2 separate regions of the Mus musculus genome follow, and region 2 is linked to region 1. The links are chromatin contacts, called in public HiChIP or PLAC-seq maps. All regions are on one chromosome and are shown on one strand. The core of a region is the stretch at or near the end of the contact, and the rest is flanking DNA. Distances in the headings are between cores, read along the strand shown.

The links. HiChIP or PLAC-seq counts read pairs in DNA pulled down with a chosen protein or histone mark.
Region 2: an H3K4me3 HiChIP or PLAC-seq map of embryonic stem cells shows a contact between it and region 1, with 3 times the contacts expected there. The contact joins the enhancer-like site here to the promoter of Golga4 in region 1. A contact is called at or near these places in 6 of 39 promoter capture datasets (the HPC-7 cell line, embryonic stem cells, hippocampal neurons and 3 more), 6 of 484 Hi-C or Micro-C datasets (all in embryonic stem cells), 6 of 115 datasets of contacts at active chromatin or transcription factors (T-cell acute lymphoblastic leukemia, bone marrow-derived macrophages and embryonic stem cells) and 1 of 9 other capture datasets (pancreatic islet).

The regions. Positions count from the first base shown.
Region 1 is chr9:118,503,673-118,510,504 of GRCm38.p6, reverse strand. Golga4 (golgi autoantigen, golgin subfamily a, 4) reads right to left here and starts at 4,187. Exons shown (of 24, transcript NM_018748.3): 1 at 3,948-4,187. The coding sequence starts at 4,019.
Region 2 is chr9:118,860,484-118,867,315 of GRCm38.p6, reverse strand. The region is part of intron 23 of Itga9 (integrin alpha 9); the gene reads right to left. Among named protein-coding and RNA genes, the nearest start is that of Gm39454, 13 kb to the right of the region's middle. Within about 2 kb of position 3,600, at least 29 of the 459 cell types and tissues checked have an H3K27ac peak or open chromatin away from gene starts, as enhancers often do. A contact at or near this core is called in embryonic stem cells, where this site is marked.

The DNA of each region.
Region 1 (6,832 bases), core at 2,938-5,437:
CTCGAACTTCTCTGGACTCACAGTAAAAATAGTAATAATAATATTAATAATGTCACCATATTTCCACCCAATTCACATAGAGACACCCCTAAAACAAAAGCTTTTACCATCTTTTGTTTTAATTAGTGCAGGGTATAGAGGCCTCAAGCCCAGGTGTCCAACATCTAGCCAATCACCCGATGGCTGAGCTACACGCACAGTCTTCACAGTACGTAGATTCTGTAGCAGGAGACATAATTTCTTTTTCTTTTCTTTTTTCTATTCTTCACACACACACACACACACACACACAATGAAACATGATCATATCCGTCATCCATTTCCCCCTCCCCAGACCACCCCCCTCTAAGCTCACCAGTGCTGCCCGTCTGAGTACCGGTGTGAGGCATCCAGTAAAGTGTGAGAAGCCTACCATAAATAAGAGCTTCCACAGATGCTCCCCTCTCCGCGCCCATCCCCCCCCCCCCCCCTGCAGCTATCAACTGGCAATAGCTGCTTACTGAGGAGTGGATCCTAGAGACCCTCCTCTAATTGTCTCTGTCTTCTAACCTGTGTGACTTCCAGGTCCAACTCACAAGCCACCTGGAGTACTACTTTCACTGTGCCATGCTATCTATCTCTGTAACCTTGAAGTTCTTCTATCTGGCAACCAAGTCTCAAATCTACATACTTCAATGTATTTCATACTTTTAACTATGGTTTAAAAAAAAAACAGGAATTAAAAGTATTAATCCCAGGTTGAACAACATGATTTAAAGATAGGAAAAACACAAAATTTGAATATTCATATTAGTAGGATATGCTATTTTAAATTTACTGTACTAGAGGCCGCATTACCTGGAAGGCTCACAAACACTCCAGAATAAATTGTTAGAAAAACAGGTACAATTCTACACTTTCAAATCTCTTTAAGTATCAGTGAAGTTTAATTACTGTGAATTAGTAACTCTGAAATCAACTAATCCCAGCTTTCTAAGAGAAAAGGAAGCAACATTCACAGTATTTTTTGGTCAGCTAGTTACTACAGGAAGTCCTCTCATCTATTACAGCCTGCCACTAGGAACTGGACTGCTCTAATTATTGGAGCTGTAGACAAGTATGAGAAATATCAAAATGAGGGGTTTTCAATGTTTTCTCATGAGCAATTTATAGCAGCTATGGACTCACTAGCAGGATGCTCATGAGCCTTTTGACTAAGCTCCTGCCCCTTAAGTTCTGCCCAAGCAGATACACTTTAAGAAACAGGTGTGGCTTTGGCTTGCACCAACATACAGCACACCTGCTCAGTAACTCCTCCCCCCCACACACACACCTAGGCCAGGGACAGGCCACTGGACCTGTCCTCACTACAACACTGCTCCAATCACTGCGAATCAACTTGACATTCCAGAGTAGGAAGGGTTACCTACCATGGGCTTAGTCTTCACACAACATCTGCATTTCAATCACTAGTGGGAACTTTTCAGCATGCCCTTAATCGAGCATCTTTGTCATTTTGCAATCTACAGTGGTTGTTCCAGAAATGAACCATCGTTCTTATGGTATAAATACTTCACCTCCTAAAGATGGTCTTCTTCTATGTGAAATTCAGCCATCCAAAAATAAGGCAGCTTCCAGTTAAATACGGCATATGAGCTACATATGGCGTCCTCCACAGAGTTAGTAAGTCTCAAGCAATTTTCAGAAGACTGGAGATGAACGAGAAGCAGAAGCGGTACCAAGTTCAGCAGAGCTGAGGTACTGCAACGCCAGGACCCACACAAGGTACTGCTGCCATGGAAACAAAGCAGCGTTCATCCCAGATTCTTAGAAAGCCTCAGGTCTTAAAGCAAAAGGTATGAGCCAGCTTTAAATATAATATCTTTATTTAAAAATAAAGAGGCAAGCTCAGAAACTCACAAGCCCTGAGCTCTCCTGTCTCTCTCTACACTGCCAGTGGCAGGAACATCAGGCTTCTCTCCCGAACAATGAGGCTTCAGGCAGGGCAACAATAACAAAGTAAGATGGGGATAAGGACAAAGTACACAGATAAGGCCAAAGGCCTGAAGGATGCGCTGCGGTGTAGAGCAGAAGCTTCCCTCACTCCCTGGGGGTGAGTCTGGAGTGGGAGGGTCTATAGTGCTACAGTGGAAGATTGCTGTGCTTCACTCCTAAAAATACATTTCTTATTGCCATAAAAAGTGGGTCACAATTCATATGCTGCACTTAATTTGTCTCTTGTAGCATCTCTCAGTCTATGTAGACAATATTTGCCTGCAGCTCTGATTCTATGTAGCAGTTGCCTTTGGGTCTCATCACATTTTCATCTATAGGAGGAATAATATTTACCTCATAGGTTTATGAGGTCTAAGTAATCTATACTAACTACTAAATAAATGTGGAGCAGAGATCCAAATCAACGTTGTTTCTTTTTAGCGCTGTATAATAATCAGCCCCCTGGTAAGAATGTATCCAGCCAATTCTTTACTGGCCCCAGAGTGCTACCATTAAAACAGCGCCAGGGCTAGCAAGACAGTTCAGATGGTAAAATGCTTGCCTGAGTTTCCATCTCAGAATCCAGGTTAAAAAAGACAGCTGTGGTGGCACACTCTTGTACCCCAGTGCTCAGGAGGCAGAAAGGTGGATTCCCTCGGCCTGCTGGCCATTGAGCCCAGCCTATTTGGTGAGTTCCAGGCCAGGGGGTGTGCTGGAGAAATGGCTCAGAGGTTAAGAGCAATTGTTGCTCTTGCAGAGGACCAACCCACATAATGGTTCAACCATGCATGACAAGTTCCCTGGGATCCAACACTATCTTCTGGCCTCACACAGTGTACAGACATACAGACAGACAAGACACTCACATAAAGAAATCCAGAAATCTTTTTTAAATAGTAAAATAAAAAGAATAAAGCCCGAGGGATGAGGAATGACGACACCATGGTTGTCTTCTGGCTGCCACCTGCCCACGCGCGCACACAAGAAAAAAGAAATCGTGTAACTAAATGTTTTTGCATCCTAAATCTTCTCAGACTATGTTTCTAGAAACAGAATGCTGGGTCGTTATATTTAAACACCCAAACTGCTTCCCACTTAGCCAAACTACGACCTTTCTTGAGCCATGGGCTTTCCAGGTTTCTAACCATAAAAGAAAAGACGTTCGTGTTCAATCTACTGATATTCAGGGAGACTGGGGAGAGATTCAGCAGAAACCCTCCCCTCCCGTCCTTCACACCCTGAGTGCTGGAGAGGGGTAGTTTGTTTCTAACACGAACACGCCCCCTTTTCCCAGCCCGAAACCATACTCCCTTAAAAAGCAACGACCTTCCAGAAAAGATGCAAGAGCCCGGTTGCTGACAGGCTCGGTGCCCGTCCCGTTCAGTGTCTGCCCCTGAGCCCTGTCCGCCATCACCCAAGTTACACGAAGTGACTAACTCGTGACAGGCTTGGTCGCTGGACCGCCGCCCTCGGCTCCTGCGAGCAGCCTGGCCCGGGCAGGCTCGACTCTCTGCCTCGATCAGGGTTTGGAAGCAGGAGACTTACAGGGACCTGGTCATTCCGGGTGCGATGTCCAGGGAACCCAGAGGACATTGGTCATATATGGGGCAGAGGGCAGAGGTCACATATCACAAAGGATCTGGGTTGCCCCGCCCCCGTCACCACTCTAGAGTCAGGGTCTCTGACGGGCGAGAGAAGCTCCCCACGCAGGACCCGAACCCATCGCACCCATCTGTCAGACCGGGTCGGTCCTTAGAGGGGAAACTCCGAAGTCAAATGTCCCGACCGGTCCCGTCACCCTGCACAGGGACGGAGTTTTGGGAGAAACCAGGCCAGGGTTCCTACACCGGCTGGGTGGTCCCAAACCTTCCAGGGCTACGGTTTGGGGGGGGGGGGTGTTCCTGGGGCGGAGGTCAAAGGTCATGGGGAACTTTCGCCCGCTTCCCGGGCCTCGGCGCAGGGGGACGACGTACCTGAGCAGGGGCTAACGCCTGCTGCAGCTGCTGCTGCTCCTCGCTGATCTTCTGCTTCAGCTTCTTGAACATGGCGCGGCGAGGGGCCGGCAGCGTCTCTACCCGCGGGGCGGCCGGGCCCGGGCCTCGCCGCCTTCCTGTGGAGCTGGCGGGCACCTCGGGGCGCTCGTCGTGCGGGTGTCGGCGTCGCCGCCGCCGCGTCTCTTCTTTCTGGGTGCCCCTGGCTGGCCTCGGCCCCCCATCCAGCCCCGTCAGCGGCGGCGGCGGCGGCGACAACGGCAGCAGGTGAACGCGCCCCGGGCGCCTGCGCGGTCGACGTGGAGCTTGCCAGGGGCTTGCTACGGAGCGCCGCGGCGGACAATATGGAGGCGGTGCGGGTGAACGCGCGTGCACAGTGGCGTCTGCGCTGACTCTAGCGGGAGTCTTGGAGCTGTGCTGTCAAATAGGGAGCATCCCACCACTGAGCACCACAGTGAAGAAGGCTGGGGTGAGAGAGGATAGAGCTAGGAATGCAGAAGTGTATTCAGTGTCGTGTGGCACGATCGTTTAGAATTCTCTCGAAAGGTTTTTGGATAGTGGGTTGGATGGTATAGATGACTAGTTGGTTCGCTGGTTGGCCAGCTAGTTGGTTCGTTGGTTCATTGGTTCATTGGTTGGTTGGTTGGTTGGTTTAAAGAGAAAATCTGGGGCTGAGGGTGTAGAACGTTTGTTTACCTAGCATATGCAGGAAGGATTGGCTCTAGCCTCAGCATCGCATAAACTGGGTGTGATGGTGTATACCTGTAATCCCAGCATCCAGAGGTAGAAGCAGTAGGACGAGAAGTTCAAGGTCATTCTTGCCTATATGAATTTAAGGCCAGTCTGAGCTACAGTGAGATCCTGTCTCAAACATAAATAGTCTGGCTGAATTAGGCAGACTGGCCTTGAATTTGTTAACTAAAGTGATTTTCCTGCCTCCAGAATAGCTGAGGCCTACAGGTGCACAATTTTCTGCCTAGTCAGAATTATCTGCCTTTAGTGCTTAATATCTGTGGCTGCACTCCAAAGGAGCTGTCTTCCCCTACCTAGACTTTTCCATCTGCTGAGAACCCCCTACACTTGCACAACATAGAATATTTCTGAAACCTCTGCTCACAAAGACCCATATGACCTCGAAACTCTGGGTTCTGCACAAGCTACTACCTGGATGGCATCCATTCAGTTCTGATTCTTTGAACAGAACATTAAGAACTGGTGCATGGGGGTGTACACCTTTAATCCCAGCACCTGGGAGGCTGAGGCCAGGTGATCTCCGAGTTCCAGGCCAGATGGGCCTATGTTACATAGGGACACCCTGACTCAGAGAGAGAGAGAGAGAGACAGAGACAGAGACAGAGACAGAGACAGACAGAGACAGACAGAGACAGACAGAGACAGACAGAGACAGAGAGAGAGACAGAGAGACAGAGAAAACCAGATCCACAGGTTTAGGCCTCAGTCCCACAAGACTTCCAATGCCAGTCACATGCCAGAGGAGGAGATTCGTAGTCAAAAACCTAAGTGAAGGAGTCCTGTCTCTGGGCATATATACTACCTTGTCTTAGTTTGCCTGCAAGAATTCAAGTCAGAAAGCTGGAGACAAGAACTGAAGCAGAGCCAAAGGGGGAGTGGTGCTTGCTGTCCTGTTCCCAGTGGATCGCTCAGCTTGCTTTCTTATACAACCCAACACCACCTACCTGGGGTAGAACCACCCACATTAAGCTGGACCCTCACACTATCAATCATTAAACAAGACAATGCCTCCACAGAATTGCTTACAGGAAAGGTTATGAGAGCTTACATTTTAACCAGATGGCGGTGGTGGTGGTGCACAACTTTAATCCCAACACTAAGGAAGCAGAGGCACTTGGATTTCTTAAGTTTGAGGCCAGCCTGGTCTACAGAGTGAATTCCAGGACAGCCAAAGCTAAGACAGAGAAACCGTGTCAAACAAACAAGCAAACAAGCAAACAAAAAAACAAGAACAACAAGCAAACAGAAATACTCTAGCAAAAATAACCAATGGGGTGATTCCACATGAATAAAACTAGAGATGGGCAGTGTTTGGGTCAGAGTTCTTTCTCTAAAGGAGCAGAGCCAATGGAGTGGATATATAGACACATGGGATGTATTAGTCTGACTGACAGACCGTGGCCTGGGTAGCCCAACAAGGTCTGTCCAGATGTGAGGGCTGTCCAGATGTGAGGGCTGTCCAGATGTGGCTGATCTCCACAATTCTCCCTCACACACAGTAGCAGAGTCCACCAACAAAGAAAAGCCCAGAACTAAACAGGCTCACAGCTGAACTCTACCATACTTTTCAGAAATTGGCAATCTCGACAACCTGGAAGGAGCACAGCTCGTTAGTATTACACTAATGCCCAAACTAGATAAGAACACACACACAAAGAACACTGCATGCCAAGTTCCCTGATGAACAAAGGCACAAAATTTCTCAACACAATACAGATCAGATAAGAGCATTCGATGCTTTTGCATAGGACCTTGGTTTGGTTCCCAGCACCCAAACCACATGGTGATTCACAACCATCTGTAACTCCAGTTCTGGGGGCTCTAAGACTCTCTTTTGACCTCTGAGGACAGCAGATATACATGTGGTGCACAATCAGAAATGCAGGCGAAATACCCACACACAGGAAAACAAAAGCTCTTAAAGCTACACGCTACAAACATCTAAACTCTAAATTTATTCTAAATGGAGGAGAGCAGGAAACATGTCCTGCAGAGTTGGGAGTGCAGCATGGGGCGCTAAGAGAAAAGAAAGAAAAGGGATCCGGACAGAAAAGGAAGAAGTCAAACATTTCCTATTCACAGATGTGATCCAGTATCTCAGAGACCCTGAAGAC
Region 2 (6,832 bases), core at 2,351-4,850, 360 kb before region 1:
GGGAGGTATGAGCACCTGCAGGCTGGGAGGTCAGGTCACTCTGTGCTGTCTCTGGGCCTGGAAGGGGAATAGAGTACCCTGGAATGTTGTTTTTGGAAAGCAGTTCCCAGATCAGGCAGTCCTTGGCCTTGGCTGTCAGATAAGGACCTGAGACCTTAGGCTTGGTGACTTACCCAAGGTTATGTGGTTGGTTGTTATCAGCAGCCTAACCCAGTAAGAGGAACCCAGGGAGCAGACGCTATCCCAGACACCACTCTTGTGCTCTGTCCCCTCCCCTCTTATTTCATTGAACATGATGGTCTCCTATTCCACCCTTGTCCTGTGTCTGACAAAGTTCACTCCTCTCTATGGTTGAACAAGCCTTACTGTGTCTATCCACTACACCACCTATACCTCTGCTGATGAGCACCTATAACTTGACTGTGGTGAATCATGTGGTATACTTTTAAAAATGTGTGTCCAAGTTTGTGTGTATGGGCACATGCCAACACAGAGACAGGAGGATAACCTCGAGTGTCAGCTCCAGAGATACCATCTTCCTTCTCTGAGATGGTCTCAATGGCCTGGAACTTACCAAATAGACTAGATAGCCTGGCTGGTGACCCCTAAGGATCTTCCTGTCCCCAGCTCTCCAGCACTAGGGTTACAAACGTGAGCCCTGACCCCTAGCCTTTTAATGTGGGTGTTGGTGATTGAATGAAAGTCTTCATGTTTATAAGGTGAGCACATTAATCCACTGAGCTGTCTCTCCAACCCCATGGACTTTTCTGGGCTGTTTTTGAGACAGGGTTTCTCTGTGTATCCCTGGCTGTCCTGGAACTCACTCTGTAGACCAGGCTGGCCGCGAACTCAGAGATTTGCCTGCCTCTGCCTCCCAAGGGCTGGGAGTAAAGGTGTGTGCTACCATGCCTGGTTACACTCTTGAATACTCTGTGGTACCTCCTGCAGCCCAGCTCCACCTCTTCACAACCATGACAATTTGAGTCTCCCGGGCCTCAGTTTCCTTATCCATGGAATTAGTACAGTGGCCTACATGGATACTTCTAGGAGCGGATCACACGCTTCAGGACCATATGTGCAGCTTCTACAGAGCATCTTGTGTCTGTGTGAATGGAGGGAGGTATGCGTGCCATGGCACATGTGTGGAGGTCAGGGTCAGTTCTTTCCTACCATGTGGGTCCTGGGAACCAACTCAGGTCCCCAGGCTTCATAGCTGGCACTGTTCCCAGCCAGGGGTCCTCATCTTCCATTCTGTAGATAAGCGATTGCTAAAACCCTACCCCACAGGCTGGTTAATTTTGTCTAGAGAACTTCAGTTGTTGAAACAAGACAAAACAAAAACCACCCCTCTATCAGATCAGTCTTGTGAAAGCCCATGGGGAATTATCTTTATTAGTGATAAATGTGGGAGGGCTCATAGCCCTGGGTGCTATAAAAAAAATCAGGCTGAGTGAGCCCTGGCTAGGAAGCTAGTAACAGGATTTCTCCATGGCCTCTGCATCAGTTCCTGCCTCCAGGTTCCTGCCTTGGCTTCCTGCACGATGGACTTTACGCTGTAAGCCATATAAATCCTTTCCTCCCCAAGTTGCTTTTGGCTATGGATGTTTATTGAAGCAAAATAAAGCAAACTAGAATACTCCTCAACTTGGCTTTAATCATCTTTGCTCAAAATCATGAGGAAATAAAGGCCTCTTCCCATGTCACACCAAACACCACACTGCCCTGTTCAACAGTCCCATCTTCAGCTGTCTGGGGGCCCTGTGGCCTCTGCCCACTCACTCTCATACTTTCCCAGACTGCTGGAGCCCAAATGCTTCCCACGACAGGGCTGGTTCTCAGCAGGACCCCTGGGAGTTGAGGGAGGCCCGTGGCTATTGGAATCTGCACAAAAGAACTTACTAAGTCCACAACCAGGGACAGGAAGGCATGGGGCACATTGTTGAGGCTGGATTCTGCCAGCATAGTTATTGAGGGTGTTCTGTTGTTATCTGCCCTCTCCAAACCTGACCCCAAAGAAAACACTGTGTAAGCTGAAACCAAGAGAGGGTGGTGGTGTGGGAGGCTGTCAGGAGCTCACACTGTGGAGTCCAAGATGACATGGACATCTTGTGGCAGGACAGTCATCCTGGGGTAGTGGCTGGATGCAGCTAAGGTGTCAGAGGATAGTGTTCCATTTACTCTAAGTGCCCTTACCTCATGAGTCATGGGGTTTGAAGCCTGAACTGTGGCTCTTGTCCTGGTAATGTCACTGTCAAGGAAAACTGACTTTTCCTTTGGACACTCCCAGCCTCTGTCCCCAGGTGAGAAAGAGATAGTCCTGTAGGCTATGGTCAGAAAAAGGGGTCAGAGGAACCAGGATGTTCCCACGTGTGAGGCTCAGGATCACGGTGTCCATTATTGACCCGGAGAAGCTGTGTGCTGTTGGGCTAGCCTTGGATTGCTATAGCCCTCCTACTCCAGCCTCCAGACAATGCCTGGGGTTAGTGGCACCATCACGCTAAGCTTGTTTTTCTAGCTCCACTTCTCAAGCCCATCTCCTTGGGATCCGAGTGGAGTTGTTTGTGGGCCCTCTCTAAGCAGAGTCCAGATGTAAAAGATAATTCTATTTTCCATGAGGCAGTATTCTAACAGGTGGAACTGACACCGGACCCTTGCAACACTTCTGTGCTATCCGGTAAGACATAACGTTGGATGCTCGCAACACCTTGTGTAGTGAGTAAGTGCTCCTCTCAGGCACTGCCCACCCTGCTGTGAGTTTTCAGAACGTCAATGCAGTGTATAAGGATACCATCCTGTACCTGGAGCATCTATCGCCTTGGATGTCTGTCTGTCTGTCTGTATCGGGGATATTCAGCACCTTCTCTGTTAGCTTCTTCACTGCACCTCATCCGTATTAAACCATCCCCCCCCAAGCCCCTTTTTCCCCCACCCATCCCGGGCTCCGGTGGACACTGTCTGACATGTGACTGTGAGGTCACCTTTTCTAGTTGCTGCTTGTTGAGAACATGTGTATTTTTATTCTATGTCTGGTTAACTTCACCTGATGTAATGCCCTCCGGTTTCACCCATGTTGCCACAAATGACAGGGTGACATTTTTTGTTAGGGCTGAATAATACTCCACTGTTAAAATGGACTGAGGGTGGAGTTGGGGAGTTGATTGGATATAAGAGACAGACAGACAGACAGACAGACAGAGAGACAGACATCAGAGGTGTTCTGGGCACACGGTGACACCAGGTCTCTAGCTGTCACCCAAACTTTGCAACCTCTGCCTGTGGCTCTGCAAGGCTAGGGAGCGAGAATCCCTGCCACGCTTCCTGCCGAACACCCAGGCTCTACAGATGGCGTCCTAACGGCTGGTTTCACACACCCTGACCACTACAGCCTTGAAGTGTTCCCGATTCAGGGGAGCTACCAGGCCTCCCCCAGATCTTGAGGAGGGGGCACGGAATCCAGAAAGAAAGGAAGAGCGAAGCCTGAAGGTGCACACTGTGGCCTTGAGTTCAACCTTGGACAAGCACAGCGAGGTGCCAGCACCACACCCCTTGACTTTGTGGCTTCCTATACCACCTGCCCCATGAACCTCCGCTCCGTACTTTGTTATCCATTTTGCACAACAAAGCAAGTGTCTTGTAAGCAAATCTTAGGAGTAGGGTGTTCCTGCAGAAGGATGGGGGGAACCAGCGAACTGAGTTGGAGGATGTGAGGTTTGAGGTGGGTGGATTAACCTGCCGCAGAACTAAGGAACCAACTCTACTCAGGCCTGTGGTATTCTTAGCACTTTCTTTTCTTTCTTTGCCTCTACATATCTCTGGCTGGCTTAGAACTCACTGTGTAGACCAGGCTGGCTTTGAACTCACAAAGACCTACCTGCTCCTGCCTCCTGAATGTGTCCCGCTGCTCTTGACTTCTATTTTAACAGCATATCTGAGGCCTGGATGGCTCTTTAATCAGCTTTGGCCCACTCTCCTGATCACTCCCCACTGGCTGGGCATTTACAGAGAAGGTCATCAAAATTTGCCTGACTCCACGCCTCTGGTGCATAGTCCGAGAGACAGGTAAGCGGAAACTTGAACTAACTCTGCACCACTCAGGAGCCCTGCTTGGAGTCTCCCTCAATGCAGCCCTTGGGGGAAGTTGACTTGAAACGAGCCCAGAGCTGACGGGTGAAGCAGCGCAGGTTCATTTGTGTCAAGACCATGTGTTTCCTGTTAACTCCTGTTTCCCTGTCAGCCGACATTCTGCTCCCTGTCATTTCCCTGGGCCACTTTTATGTATCACGTTACCTAAGCACAGCTGACGGCAAGTGGGTAAACATGACTGGGCCTGAGACTTAGCTGCTGGGCCCTTCTGAATTCTCTGAATTCACACGCCCTTTGAGATGGGATACCAAGAGAATGTTGTGAATGCCAGCTCTGCTAATTCAATTACCAACTACCTACTCTGGGAGTGGAGCGGTCAGAAGACAGGGCGATCCCCATTCCACCGTAGGGCGCTTGCTCGCTGTGTTCCACAGCAGTTGTGGGGAAGTTCATTTCGGGACTCATTAAAATGCCTGAGACCTGATACCACTTGGTTAACCGTACCTGTCCTAACATAAATGAGCCAATTCCATTCTGTTCCATTCAGCGAAATGTGAACTACATTTCCATTCCTGGTCGCCTCCCACTTTAATATCTTGTATTAAGTTACATGGCTGCGAATGGCTACCAGGTGTCTCTCGGTACTGTCTGATGGATGGTCAGATGACGTGATTTTCCTAAAGCAGAGGAAGGGTTGCATGTTCAGCGTCCACTTCAAGCCTGTGGTGCTTCCGACCCACAGAGAAGCAGACGCTCTGGGTCACTCCTGATTGGTTCTGCGTGCCCAGCAGGGGTGGGGCTGCCTAATACAAGGCCGGAAATGGAAATAACAGTCCCGGTGAGTCCTCAGCTGTGATGCACCTAGCTTTATGTGACCCACGCTTTGAAAGGCCGAGAACACAGCTTCTGGGTGTCAATGACCCACCATTTAAAGACAGCAGAGAGCTCCTGGAGGTGTCTGTGGGCGTGTCCTCCTAAAGAGGGAAGAATTCTTACGCATTGTGGAAGACTCCCTGCTTGTCAGTTTGGCTTGTGATACCTGTCTGTCTGTCTGTCTGTCTGTCTGTCTGCCTCTCTTTTTATGTGTACATGTACACGTGTGTCAGTGTGTGTGCACATGTATGTGTGTGAGAGCCCACACAGCAGAGGTCAAGGCCGCGTGTCTTCCTCAGTCATTTTCCCTCCTTATTCTTTAGAGGCAGCATGTCAGTGAAACTCATTGGTTCAGTTAGGATGAATTGGCCAGCATGCTCCAGGGATTCTCTTGTCTCTGCCCACCTAGTTCTGGGATTATTGGTGCACACTGCCATGCCTGGTAGGTGTTGCTCACGCTTGTGTGCCTAGCACTTCACTGATGGTACCACATCTCCAGCCCCAAGTTCTCATGTTTATTTCTACATGTAGCCAGAGGTTCCAACACACAAATAGAATTCCAAAGGGGAAACCCATTCCCATCATCCCAAGCTCCATGAGGTAAGCACAGAGAAGGCTATAACTATGTTTAGTCCCCACCTCCCAATGCACCAGTTTTTCATATCAGTAAGGACCTCAACTACAGAGTTTTGTTGTTGAAATGGAAAGGATAAACAAGGGCACAAAACATCTGTTCACAGTAACAGCTCCCTTGAGATCTGCAGAGCTGGGGACGGAGCACAGCCACCAGGACAGCCTAGGTCCTTTTATTCTAGAAAGAAAGCGACACTGAGCATACTGTATTCTTTTACTTAATTGTGTATGTGGTTCGGTGACAGGAACCTTGACCAGTTCGCTGTACCAAGAGAGTAAATGTAAAATCCTGAAGACGTTGTAGCTTTGGCTTTGATGCCTTCTTTCTAATTGAAAACTATCTCCTAAAGAAAATATATTTTTGTGCAGCCGCTTCTCGTCACACGGAGGAAAGCTGGGTTCTGTCTGAAAGGTCAGGAGGTTACCGAGACCAAAGACAGAGACAGGGAGAAATGAAGCGGTGATATCAACACTCCAGGAAGCAGGGTGCGGCGTCTCCCGTGAGCCTGCTCGCTTATGCTATAGAGGAATGCCTGTGTTTCCACCAGCTCTAGGGATGGCTGACACAAGGCTTTCACCCTCAGTCCTGGGCCCCTTTTTCTCCCCTTTGGGGGTAATCAGCCAATATGCCAGGGAGTCAAGAGTACAGGCCACATCAGGCTCCCCATAAAAGAGAATTTCATTTCCATGTAATCAGAGAAAGGCGGGCCCCAGAGAGGCCCATTTCGCAGGCATGGATGGCCTTTACCAGAGCTAGAGTGATATGGAAGGGAAGTAGTTTTGGAGATGAAGTGACAGCGAAGAATTTCCAGATGTGGCTGGATTGTCGCAGTGAGAGATGGAGGCGTAAATACGTTATCTGAGCACTTGACATGCAGGCCCGAGATGCTCGCCTTCCCCAGATGGTGAGACGCTCTGGAGGCGCGATGGTCTACTGATTTGGATAATGAATGAACCTGTCAAGCCACCCCACCCCCACCCACTGGGACACAGCACAGACCTTGGAATTGTATTAGTTTGTTTAAATTCTAGTTTTTGCTCTTGGATCCTGCTACAGTGAAGAACAAAGTTCAGGTCCATGTGGATTTGCAGAATTCACTCTGCACCCGTCAGGCATATTATTTGAGAATCCTCCTTCTATCAAAAGGTCTGTAGCCATCCGGATGGCATCTCTACCCACCATGCTCTATCTATCCTTTTAGATTGTTTTTTGGCGGTGTGTGCATACCAGAGCAGCTTAAAA